3 separate regions of the Mus musculus genome follow, and all the other regions are linked to region 3. Evidence: chromatin contacts called from public promoter capture Hi-C data. All regions are on one chromosome and are shown on one strand. The core of a region is the stretch at or near the end of the contact, and the rest is flanking DNA. Distances in the headings are between cores, read along the strand shown.

Region 1 (3,451 bases), core at 95-2,594, 260 kb after region 3:
AAAAAATTTTTGCTGTAATATTAACCAAAAAAAAAAATGATATAATTACATGCTTCCCAGGAGTGTTTTGTCTTGAGCTTGTTGGCTTAAGGACAGGGTCTGATCTGAGTACTGGGGTTGACGCTTGTGCAGGCCAGCCCAGGTCTAGCCTCATCCCTTACATGGGATAGCCTCAGACTTTGGTGTAGTCATTCCAAGTACAGCTGTGATGTCGGGCTCATCTTTCCTTTCTGTGGTATTGGGGCTCAAACCCAGGCCTTGCCACGCAGCACTGGCTTTCCCGGGTAGCCTGCTGTGGAAGTGAGATGACACAGGAGTGTCCCATGGGGAGAACTGGTGAGCCCTGCCGTTTTGGAGAAATGACTGTGGCAATACAAGAGCTTTCCTCAGGTGGCCCTGCTCCCTCAAGGTTCTGGGCCAGTCTGAACTGCGCTTGACTTCCTGTCTTCTGCTGAGTGTGACTTAAGCCTGAGCCCCCCAGGCTCTGCGAAGCTGCAGACCTATAGCAGTGCACTATGGGAACTGTGCTGGCGCCACCGCCGACTCCACGAGGCTTTGATTCTAGTTCATGACACTAGATAATATTTCCATAGCTCATTGCATTCTTTTATGTGGGCAAGCACATGGCATTTTTAAAGCTGACAGCTGCAGTTCCCTGGAACACCAAATGCTTTCCTGAAGGCCACGGATTATCTTTTACACCGAGAAGTCAAACAGTTCTGCTAAGTGGGGCTTCACCGTGCAGAACGGACGGAGGTGCATTTATGTGCCGTCTGCTCTGTTTGCTCTAGCTTACCTTTCTATTTTTCTCTTTTTAGGTCAGGATCTTTAACCTATGCTGGCCTCCAGCTCCCAGTGTGTGAGACAGTGACCTTGGACTCCCTCCTCACCCTCTGCCTCCACCTCTCAAGTACTAAAGTTGTAGACATATCAAATGCCTGCTGCCACACACGTGGCCTGTGGTGGAGGCCCGGAGTCCTCTGTCCTAGGATTCTAGGAGAGGGTTCTGCCTACTGAGAGAGCTGCCTGCAGCGCTGGTGTCCTCTAACTCTGAGACTATCACTGGTCGTTTATTTTGATAACTGAAGAATGCGTGTCAGCACTCAGAGAGCTCTGGCTTTCCCATGTATCTGGCCAGGCACTGTCGGGCAGCAGTGGCTTGCTGTATTTTTGTGAACAGCAGATAATGCTGGTTTAATAGTTGAAAGCAAACACAAAGAGTGGATTAACATGCTGCTGCTGTGTTAGAGCCAAGTATAGCATGAGCTACTTTGTGGGCCTGAGCTGCGGGACGAGGATTGAAACGGGAAAGTGGTGGGAGGAGCAGTCTGCAGCCTGCTCAGCAAAGAGCCAGGGCTAGGGCCTGTCCGAAGGAGCTGCCAGACTCATGGTTTGTATCCCGGATGAGCTGTCTTCTGCTGGCTGCCACGTCAAGCAAGTGTGTTGTCACTGGAGCTTGTCCTTGTGTGAGGTGTCCCTGCCTTCCAGTTTTCTTGCCTGATTGTTTTTAATGCAGGGTCTGGCCGTGTTGACCAGCCTGGCTCAAGCTCCTGGCTGATGTGTGGTCCTTCCACCTCAGCCTCCGTGAGCAGCTGGGAGTGCCGGTGCCAGCACACGGGCCTCCTCTACTGTACCTGCTTGAATACCATTATAATAAAGGAACTGGTCAATACTTGGGATTGAAGGAATAGTTTCTCTCTCTCTCTCTCTCTCTCTCCCTCTCTCTCTCTCTCTCTCTTTCTCTCTTTTTTTTGTTTTTTTTTGAGACAGAGTTTCTCTGTGTAGCCCTGGCTGTCCTGGAACTCACCCTGTAGACCAGGCTGGCCTCAAACTCAGAAATCCGCCTGCCTCTGCCTCCCAAGTGCTGGGATTAAAGGCATGTGCCACCACTGCCCGGCTATACTTTCTCTTTTAAAGGGGTTCATTTGTTAACTGTGGGTGAGTGTGGCAAGCACCTATAATCTCAGCACCAAGCACGTAGGCTGTGACGATGCAGAGTTTGAAGCCAGTCTGTCAGCCAGTCAGTAACTACTGGAGGGTTTGTACGTGCCCCCAGTGCAGATTCCCTCAGGGATCCATATCAACCAGACCCTTAAACTGGGTTTTGTTTGAAATCAAGCCAGCAATTGGCATTGCAGGGGAGGGGCACGCCCTTGTATTGGTCTGCTCCTGTCCCGATGGAGGTTTGTTGCCTGAGGAATGCTAAACACAGATAGCTGACCTGTGTGTATAGCACTTGGGTGCTGTGGTCCTCAGAGGTTGCTGGACATGGGGAGTTGTCCTCCAATGCATAGCCTAGGCAGGCTTCGATCTTGTAATCCTCCTGCCTCAGTGTTGGGATTACAGGGGTGAACCACCACTTGTGGTCCAAAAGTTTAGAACTCTGAAGAAACTTAGCAAGTATTAACTGTGTAGCAGTGAGGCAAAGGAGGACCATGTGTCACTGGGGGTGGGAAACGATTCCAAGACGGCCCAGTGCACCGCCTTCCGGAATCTGCTGGTTTTCTGGAGAGCCGACACATCTCTTCCCCTTGTGCTGGTTCTCAAGTGTGCAGTGGGCATCAAAGCCGTCTCCACAGGCTGTCTGATGAGCACGTCTGGCCTGGCCTGGCCTGGCGACCAGCCTGGCTTGCTCTGTGGCTGACAGGGAGCCTGCTGCTGAACCAGCTTGTGCAAAGCTAAGAGCAAAGGGGCGGGGGCGGGGGCAGACTGCTGCAAACCAGAGTGGGCCGGCTGCACACAGCCCAAGCTCCCCTCTGCACCTTTAGGCAGTGCACAGTTGCCCAGGGGCCAGTTTAGAGTCTTGCTTTAAGAGACCTTCCGCCGTTTCCCCTGATCTCTTTCCTCCTCAGACCCCTCTGGTCTCACCTGTGCTCTGCTATGCCAGTCAGTGCCCTCCTTCCTCAGCGTCCCTCCTTGGTGTTTCATGGCCCTCCTAGTCTCTGTCTTTTAGGTGGCACAGCATAAGTCAGTCAAGTACCTGCCATGTGTGGGTTTCAGGCTCTAATTTGCCCTCTCATATTACCTCCCGGTTAGTCTTAAGGTAACAGGCCTTAGAGAGGCAGTGAGTGGCATGGATGACGGCCGAGGGGAAGGGCATGGAAGTAGACTTCAGGAACTCAGTGAGGGTCATCATGATACCTTGGCAAGGCTTTGGACCCTGTTGTGCAAGGTTTCCTGGAAGGACTGTTGTCTGAGTACAGCAGTGTGCTTCCTGGGCTGTGGGACCCAGGCTGGCGTGGACACTTACTCAGGCCACCGAAGTTCCTGACGCCATTGTGTGGGGAGTGTTAATCCCATTAGCAGCACTTGCGTCCTTCTGGGCAGGCGGCCTGCAGCAGGGGCATACTCCAGAGAACACCTGGTCTGTATATTACGAATTTCTCTTTCTGTCATCCTTACCTTTAGGCTTACTTAACGGTGGGATATGCTAGCTCCTTTGCCAAGCCTT
Region 2 (3,098 bases), core at 237-2,736, 480 kb before region 3:
CCCAACAGCAGAGTGCTGAGGCTCTGAAGCACGGTGAGGTCAGAAGCTGACTGGCTCCCTGGCAGGCTTGGTAATATTCAACTCTGTGGCTCTGTGCGCCTGCTGAATGAGCGCCGTTCTCATTAGGCTGAAGACAAGATGAGATAACACACATACACTGCCTAAGACAACTGAGCTAGGAAGGGCTCAATACATGTGAGTAGAGAGAGGGAGATGCACGCTACATTCATCCTGTACACTGCTTTCTATTTTAGAGACAGTGTCTCGTGTTATAGACCGGACTGGCCTCACAATGATTCTCCTGCCTCAATATCCCAAGTGCTAGGGTTGTTTGCTCATTTGCTTTTCAAGAGAGGGTTTCTTTGTGTAGCCTTGGCTGTCCTGGAACTCGGTAAACCAGACTAGAATTTAAGTCACAGACATCCTCCTGCCTCTGCCTCCTGAGTGCCAGGATTAAAAGTGCCACCATCACTGGGCCAGAGTGCTAGAGTTATATAGAAATGAGACATCACTGCTGGACTATTTTGGCTTTTTTTTTTTTTTTTTTTTTTTTTTTTTTTTTTTTGGTTTTTCGAGACAGGGTTTGTTTCTCTGTGTAGCCCTGGCTGTCCTGGAACTCACTCTGTAGATCAGGCTGGTCTCAAACTCAGAAATCCGCCTGCCTCTGCCTCCCAAGTGCTGTGATTAAAGACGTGCGCCACCACCGCCCGGCCTATTTTGGCTTTTGAAAGTGTCTCCACATAACCCAAACTGGCCTCAGACTTGACCCCCTCCCACCTCAGCTTCTGAAGTACCACATTATAGGCATGAACCCCATAGCTGACTTAATATGATTTAGAAAAAAAATCTCTAGGGGCTGGAGAGATGGCTCAGAGGTTAAGAGCACTGGCTCTTCCAAAGGTCCTGAGTTCAATTCCCAGCAACCTCATGGTGGCTCACAACCATCTGTAGTGGGATCTGATGCCCTCTTCTGGTGTGTATGAGGACAGCTACAGTGTACTCATACATTAAATAAATCTCTGTTCAGCATTAAACACACACGATGGGTACTACAGAAACCAACATACCAACAAGAACACCAATGTGAATACTCCTCCGGGGTGGGGGTGGGGAGCCTCAGAGTTAAGGTCAAGGCTGCTACCTAGGAATTCAGGAGGAGCTCAGTCACGCAGGGTCCTGCACGGAGATGTAACCGAGGTGACTCACCTGGGGGAAAGTGTGCCATCATAAGTACACCTATATACAAGACGCTTTTGCTTGTCTTCAAGTCATCGTTACAGGCAGAAGAGGCCATCTAAATACACGCACGCACAGACTGGCCTAGAACTTGCTATTTGGCCCACACTCCCCATGAATTCACAGAACTCATCTCAGCACTGTGCTGAGAGACATGCCTCTGCACCTTTACTTAGAAAATTAGTATACAAAGTACTATGGTAGGAGAGGGGTCACCTGGGACAGGATGAGAGCCAGCATTGGCAACCTTCCTGAACACAATTTCTCTGAGTCACTCAGCAGCCCCAAATCTCTAAAGCCGTCCCTAGCCTAAGGAGGGTGTGGGAAGCCGCCCCCACATTCGCCGTCACAAGATGGCGCTGACATCCTGTGTTCTAAGTTGGTAAACAAATAATCTGCGCATGAGCCAAGGGTATTTACGACTACTTGTACTCTGTTTTTCCCGTGAACGTCAGCTCGGCCATGGGCTGCAGCCAATCAGGGAGTGATGCGCCCTAGGCAATTGTTGTTCTCTTTAAAGAGGAAAGGGGTTTCGTTTTCTCTCTCTCTTGCTTTTTCGCTCTCTTGCTTGCTTTTCTCTTTCTCTTGCTTTTCTCTCTCTTGCTTCTTGCTCTCTTTTCCTGAAGATGTAAGAATAAAGCTTTGCCGCAGAAGATTCTGGTCTGTGGTGTTCTTCCTGGCCGGTCGTGAGAACGCGTCTAATAACAATTGGTGCCGAATTCCGGGACGAGAAAATCCGGGACGAGAAAAAACTCCGGACTGGCGCAGGAGGGATACTTCATTCCAGAACCAGAACTGCGAATCACGTTTATAAAGGTTCCCGTAACACAGACTGTTGAGAAGGATTCAACTGCCGAATTCAGAACTCATCAGCTGGGGAACGACGGTGATAAAGGTTCCCGTAAAGCAGACTGTTAAGAAGGATTCAACTGTATGAATTCAGAACTTTTCAGCTGGGGAACGAGGTAAGTCTGATCTTGAACTTTCTAAGGAAATTCAAGACAGTCTATCAGAAGTAAAGTGGAAAATGGCTTTACAAGTTATGTTTGGCCTTAAATTTTTTCTAGTGTTAGAAGCCCTTCTGTTCCTTTTCACATGTTATATAGTGCTTAAGATAGGGCTGAAAATTCTAGAGGAAATTCAGGACAGTCTATCAGAAGTAAAGCGGGGAGAGAGAGTAGGAGCAAGGAGAAACGGTAAGTATACAGGCCTTTCCAAGGGTCTTGAACCCGAGGAAAAGTTAAGGTCAGGTAGGAATACCTGGAGAGAGATTAGAAGAAAAAGAGGAAAAAGGGAGAAGAAAAAAGATCAATTAGCGGAGGTCTCTAGGAGAAGGAGCCTGTGCTCTGAAGAAACAGACTGGGAGAAAAAAGCGGCTCATTATGAAAGAAAAGGATACCAGCCGCCAAGTAAAGTGCTAACTAGTCATTTAAGGAAAAAGCCAAAAGCGGCTGGCGAAGGCCAGTTTGCTAATTGGCCTCAGGGCAATCGGCTACCAGGTGCACTCCCGCCCTATGCGGAGTCCCCGCCCTGCGTAGTGCGTCAGCCCGTAGTGCGTCAGCAATGCGCAGAGAGGCAGTGCGCAGACTCATTCATTCCCCGAGAGGAACAAAGGAAAATAGAACAGGCATTTCCAGTCTTTGAAGGAGCCGAGGGTGGGCGTGTCCACGCTCCGGTAGAATACGTACAGATTAAGGAAATTGCCGAGTCGGTTCGTAAATACGGAACCAATGCTAATTTTACCTTGGCGCAGTTAGACAGGCTCGCTGGCATGGCACTAACGCCTGCTGATTGGCAAATGATTGCAAAAGCCGCTCTCCCTAATATGGGCAAATATTTGGAATGGAGATCTCTGTGGCGAG
Region 3 (3,261 bases), core at 707-3,206:
TACCAGAGGTAGCCTGGACCAGCCTGGTCAAAGCAGCAGGGAGCACTCAAGATGTACCCAGGAGGGGTCACATGACTGACATCATGTAGGGAACTAGGGCTCTGTGAGAACAGCTGCAGCCCTTGGTCTCTTCTTCTAGGGAAGGTGGGATAAACATGGAACTTTCTGTGCACGTTGGAAAGAGTCTGTAAACATCACTGTGTCCATAAGAACAGCTGATGGTGTCCTAGCCCTTCAGGGCGGCTTTCTTATGGGCTGATGAGCCTTCAATGCGTGCTGTTTCTGTCTGCTGATATTATACCCTTGCCTTCTCCTGCCTGCGAGCCAGCTGTACAGAAGCATGCCCGTTTAAGTTGGGTTTTTACCAAAGACGTGGGAACTTCCCCCTTAAGCTGTCTTAGTTTGAGGCTCTGGAAAACTTACCATAGAATGGGGTTTAAATTGGGGCTTTTAGAACTTTTTCCACCGTTGATCTTTTCTTTTTCTTTTTTTTTTTTCTCGAGACAGGGTTTCTCTGTGTAGCCCTGGCTGTCCTGAACTCACTTTGTAGACCAGGCTGGCCTCAAACTCAGAAATCCGCCTGCCTCTGCCTCCCAAGTGCTGGGATGAAAGGCATGTGCTTTACCCAAGAAATTTTTATGTAATTCTATGTTAGTATATAAAATATAGGTAAGCAGGTATACAAAGCTGAGGCTATGGTGACCACACCCTTAATCTCAGCACTCGGGAGACAGAGGCAGGCGGATCTCTGACTTTGAGGCCAGCCTGGTCTAGAGTGAGTTCCAGGACAGCCAGGGCTGATTTTTGTTTTGTTTTTTGTTTGGTGGTGCTTGTTTGTTTACTTGCTTTTGTTTTTGAGACCTGATCTCTGATCGAGCACAGGGTGGTCTAGAGCTCACTGTGAAGCTGAAAGTAATCTCAACCTCTTGACCCTCTCTGTCTCCCAAGTGCTGGGATTACCATTTAATGATTTTGTTTTTAACGTAATTCAAACATCAGTGCTCTGACCCAGTGTGAGATTACACCTGTAATCTCAGTTTGACTTTCAGATGAGCAAGACCTTGTGTCCAAAAAAACCTGCTGTGGTTGGACTGAGGGTGCAGTTGCATACTTGAGTGTCAGCGTTTGCCTAGCAAAAGCAGAGCCATAGGTTGGAGTGCCAGTCTTGGAGTAAGAGTCAGGGGCAACCCAAAACCACAGACTGGAGCGATAGCTCAGCGGTTAAGAGCACTGACTGCTCTTCCGAAGGACCTGAGTTCAATCCCCAGCAACCACATGGTGGCTCACAACCATCTGTAATGAGATCCAATGACCTCTTCTGGTGTGTCTGAAGACAGCTACAGTGTACTTACATATAATAAGTAAATAAATAAATCTTTAAGAAAAGAAAGAAGGTTTTGTGCTCTTCCCAGGGGCTCAGGTTTGGTTCTCAGTACTCACATGGTGGCTCATATGTAGCTCTAATTCTGGGATCCAAAGGCCTCTTCTGACCTCTGCGGGCACTGTATGCATATGGTACAGAGACATACATACCTGCAGCCAAACACCATATGCACCATAATAAAAATAAATCAGCTGGGCGGTGGTGGCACAGGAGGGTCTCTGAGTTTGAGGCTAGTCTGGTCTACAGAATGAGTCCCAGGACAGCCAAGGCTACACAGAGAAACCCTCTCAATAAATAAATAAGCAAGCAAACCAGCCTTTGAAGAAAAAAAAAAACAAAAAACCTAAATGAACAAAAATGAAAACCAGCCTGAGCCTGTCAGAAAGATGCAAGTTTGAGGCCGGCCTTAGCTGCACAAGCGAGACCTTGTCTCAAAAATCACCAACAGCTGCCAGTCACACTGTGTCCCCTGAGTTCTGGGGCTCAGAAGTCAGAGAGCCTGTGTCAGCAATCACAGGGCTGGCAGAAAAAGCAGGAAGCAAGCCACCCTGGTGTCTCCTGCCAGAGTTCTGGTCTCGTGAGGGAGCTGTCACATGATGTAGTCATCTGAAGGCAGCCCTGCAGAGCCTCTGTGTTGGGGAGTGGAAGTGTCTCTGAATTTTGTCAGTGTGTCCTCAGGTAGGGCAAGCTCAGCTGCTATTAGACACAAACCAAAAATAGGAAAAAGCCTGGATGGACAGTTAAACTAACCCTGGTTTTCCCCTCCTAAGGTCTGGAGCTGACCTTCTTCTCTGGGGTGTACGGTACCTGTATTGGGGCCGTAAACAAATTTGGGACAGAAGAGAAAAGCCTCATTGGACTTTCTGGAATTTTCATCGGCATTGGAGAGATTTTAGGTAGGTTGGGTTTTTTTAGTTTAAAAACCTTTCATTCAGAGTCAGGTTGGAAAGCTGGCTCTGTAGGAGTTCAAGGCTAGCCTGGGCAATAAAAGGAGACCCTGCTTCAATTTTAAAAAGGAAGAAGAGCCAGGCATGATGGCTCCTGACTACACTCCTGAGTCTTGAGAGATGGAAGCAGGGTGACTTGAGGAGTTCAAGGTCATCCTTGGCTGTATAATGACTTTGGGTCAGCCTGGGCTGCTTAAGACCTTATCTCAAAAGAAAAGAAAGGAAAACAAAAACATTTTGTTGGCATAAAGATAGAAATTTTAGGTCTCCTTCACCTCTGTCCTGTCCTTGAGTTTCTATCTCCCCTACTTATTTTTATCCAAATGGGTGTATTTTATTTTTCCATCATCACTATTTTTTTTAACTTTTGCTTATTTGTGTGTGTATGCAGGTGTGTGCACACAAGGCCAGTAGAGTGTGTGTGCACGAGTGTATACAGTGGAGGGCATCTAAAGTCCTCTATCACTTTCTGTCATTTCTTTGAGGCAGGGTCCCTCCCTAAACTTGGAGTTGAGATTTCTTGGGTAGGCTGGAAGTCTTTGTGCCCCTGCAGTCTTCTCTGCCCTCCTTGCAGCTGGGCTTGGGTGCTGGGATCAGAGCCCTGGCTAGGGCGATGGCACCCAGGTAGGAGGCGTGCGACTAGTCTGCTGCGGTTAAGCTGTTGTCAGCTGTCACAAATCTGGTTCTGCAAGGTGCTTCAAAGAGAGCCTTATTGCTTCAGGGAACAGCCTGGTTCTCCTGGAATGATTGTTCCCGCTTGGGGTGATGTCATCACAGGGTGAGCTGTCTGTGAGGCTCTGCTGCCTGTACATTTAAGTGGATGGTTAGAAACCCGCTGACACCTTTGTGGGGGTCTAGAAAAGGACGCTCATTGTAAAAGCTGATAGCAAGGCGCTCAGGACTCAAAGATTTGTGCTTGCTTTCAGCCTC

Evidence for each region. Capture Hi-C pulls out chosen DNA fragments and counts their contacts.
Region 1: a contact with region 3 is called in a promoter capture Hi-C map of adipose tissue. The contact joins two enhancer-like sites. A contact is called at or near these places in 3 of 39 promoter capture datasets (embryonic stem cells, hippocampal neurons and liver), 6 of 115 datasets of contacts at active chromatin or transcription factors (the NIH/3T3 cell line, the SCID.adh cell line, bone marrow-derived macrophages and 2 more) and 3 of 9 other capture datasets (adipose tissue, embryonic stem cells and pancreatic islet).
Region 2: a contact with region 3 is called in a promoter capture Hi-C map of adipose tissue. The contact joins two enhancer-like sites. A contact is called at or near these places in 2 of 115 datasets of contacts at active chromatin or transcription factors (bone marrow-derived macrophages and memory CD8 T cells) and 1 of 9 other capture datasets (adipose tissue).

Annotation. Positions count from the first base shown.
Region 1 is chr11:117,127,092-117,130,542 of GRCm38.p6, forward strand. The region is part of intron 2 of Sec14l1 (SEC14-like lipid binding 1); the gene reads left to right. Among named protein-coding and RNA genes, the nearest start is that of Sec14l1, 14 kb to the left of the region's middle. Within about 2 kb of position 1,345, at least 84 of the 459 cell types and tissues checked have an H3K27ac peak or open chromatin away from gene starts, as enhancers often do. A contact at or near this core is called in adipose tissue, where this site is marked.
Region 2 is chr11:116,387,850-116,390,947 of GRCm38.p6, forward strand. The region is part of intron 2 of Rnf157 (ring finger protein 157); the gene reads right to left. Among named protein-coding and RNA genes, the nearest start is that of Rnf157, 24 kb to the right of the region's middle. Within about 2 kb of position 1,487, at least 111 of the 459 cell types and tissues checked have an H3K27ac peak or open chromatin away from gene starts, as enhancers often do. A contact at or near this core is called in adipose tissue and bone marrow-derived macrophages, where this site is marked.
Region 3 is chr11:116,866,380-116,869,640 of GRCm38.p6, forward strand. It overlaps Mfsd11 (major facilitator superfamily domain containing 11), which reads left to right. Exons shown (of 13, transcript NM_178620.4): 10 at 2,155-2,280. Among named protein-coding and RNA genes, the nearest start is that of Mfsd11, 14 kb to the left of the region's middle. Within about 2 kb of position 1,957, at least 55 of the 459 cell types and tissues checked have an H3K27ac peak or open chromatin away from gene starts, as enhancers often do. A contact at or near this core is called in adipose tissue and bone marrow-derived macrophages, where this site is marked.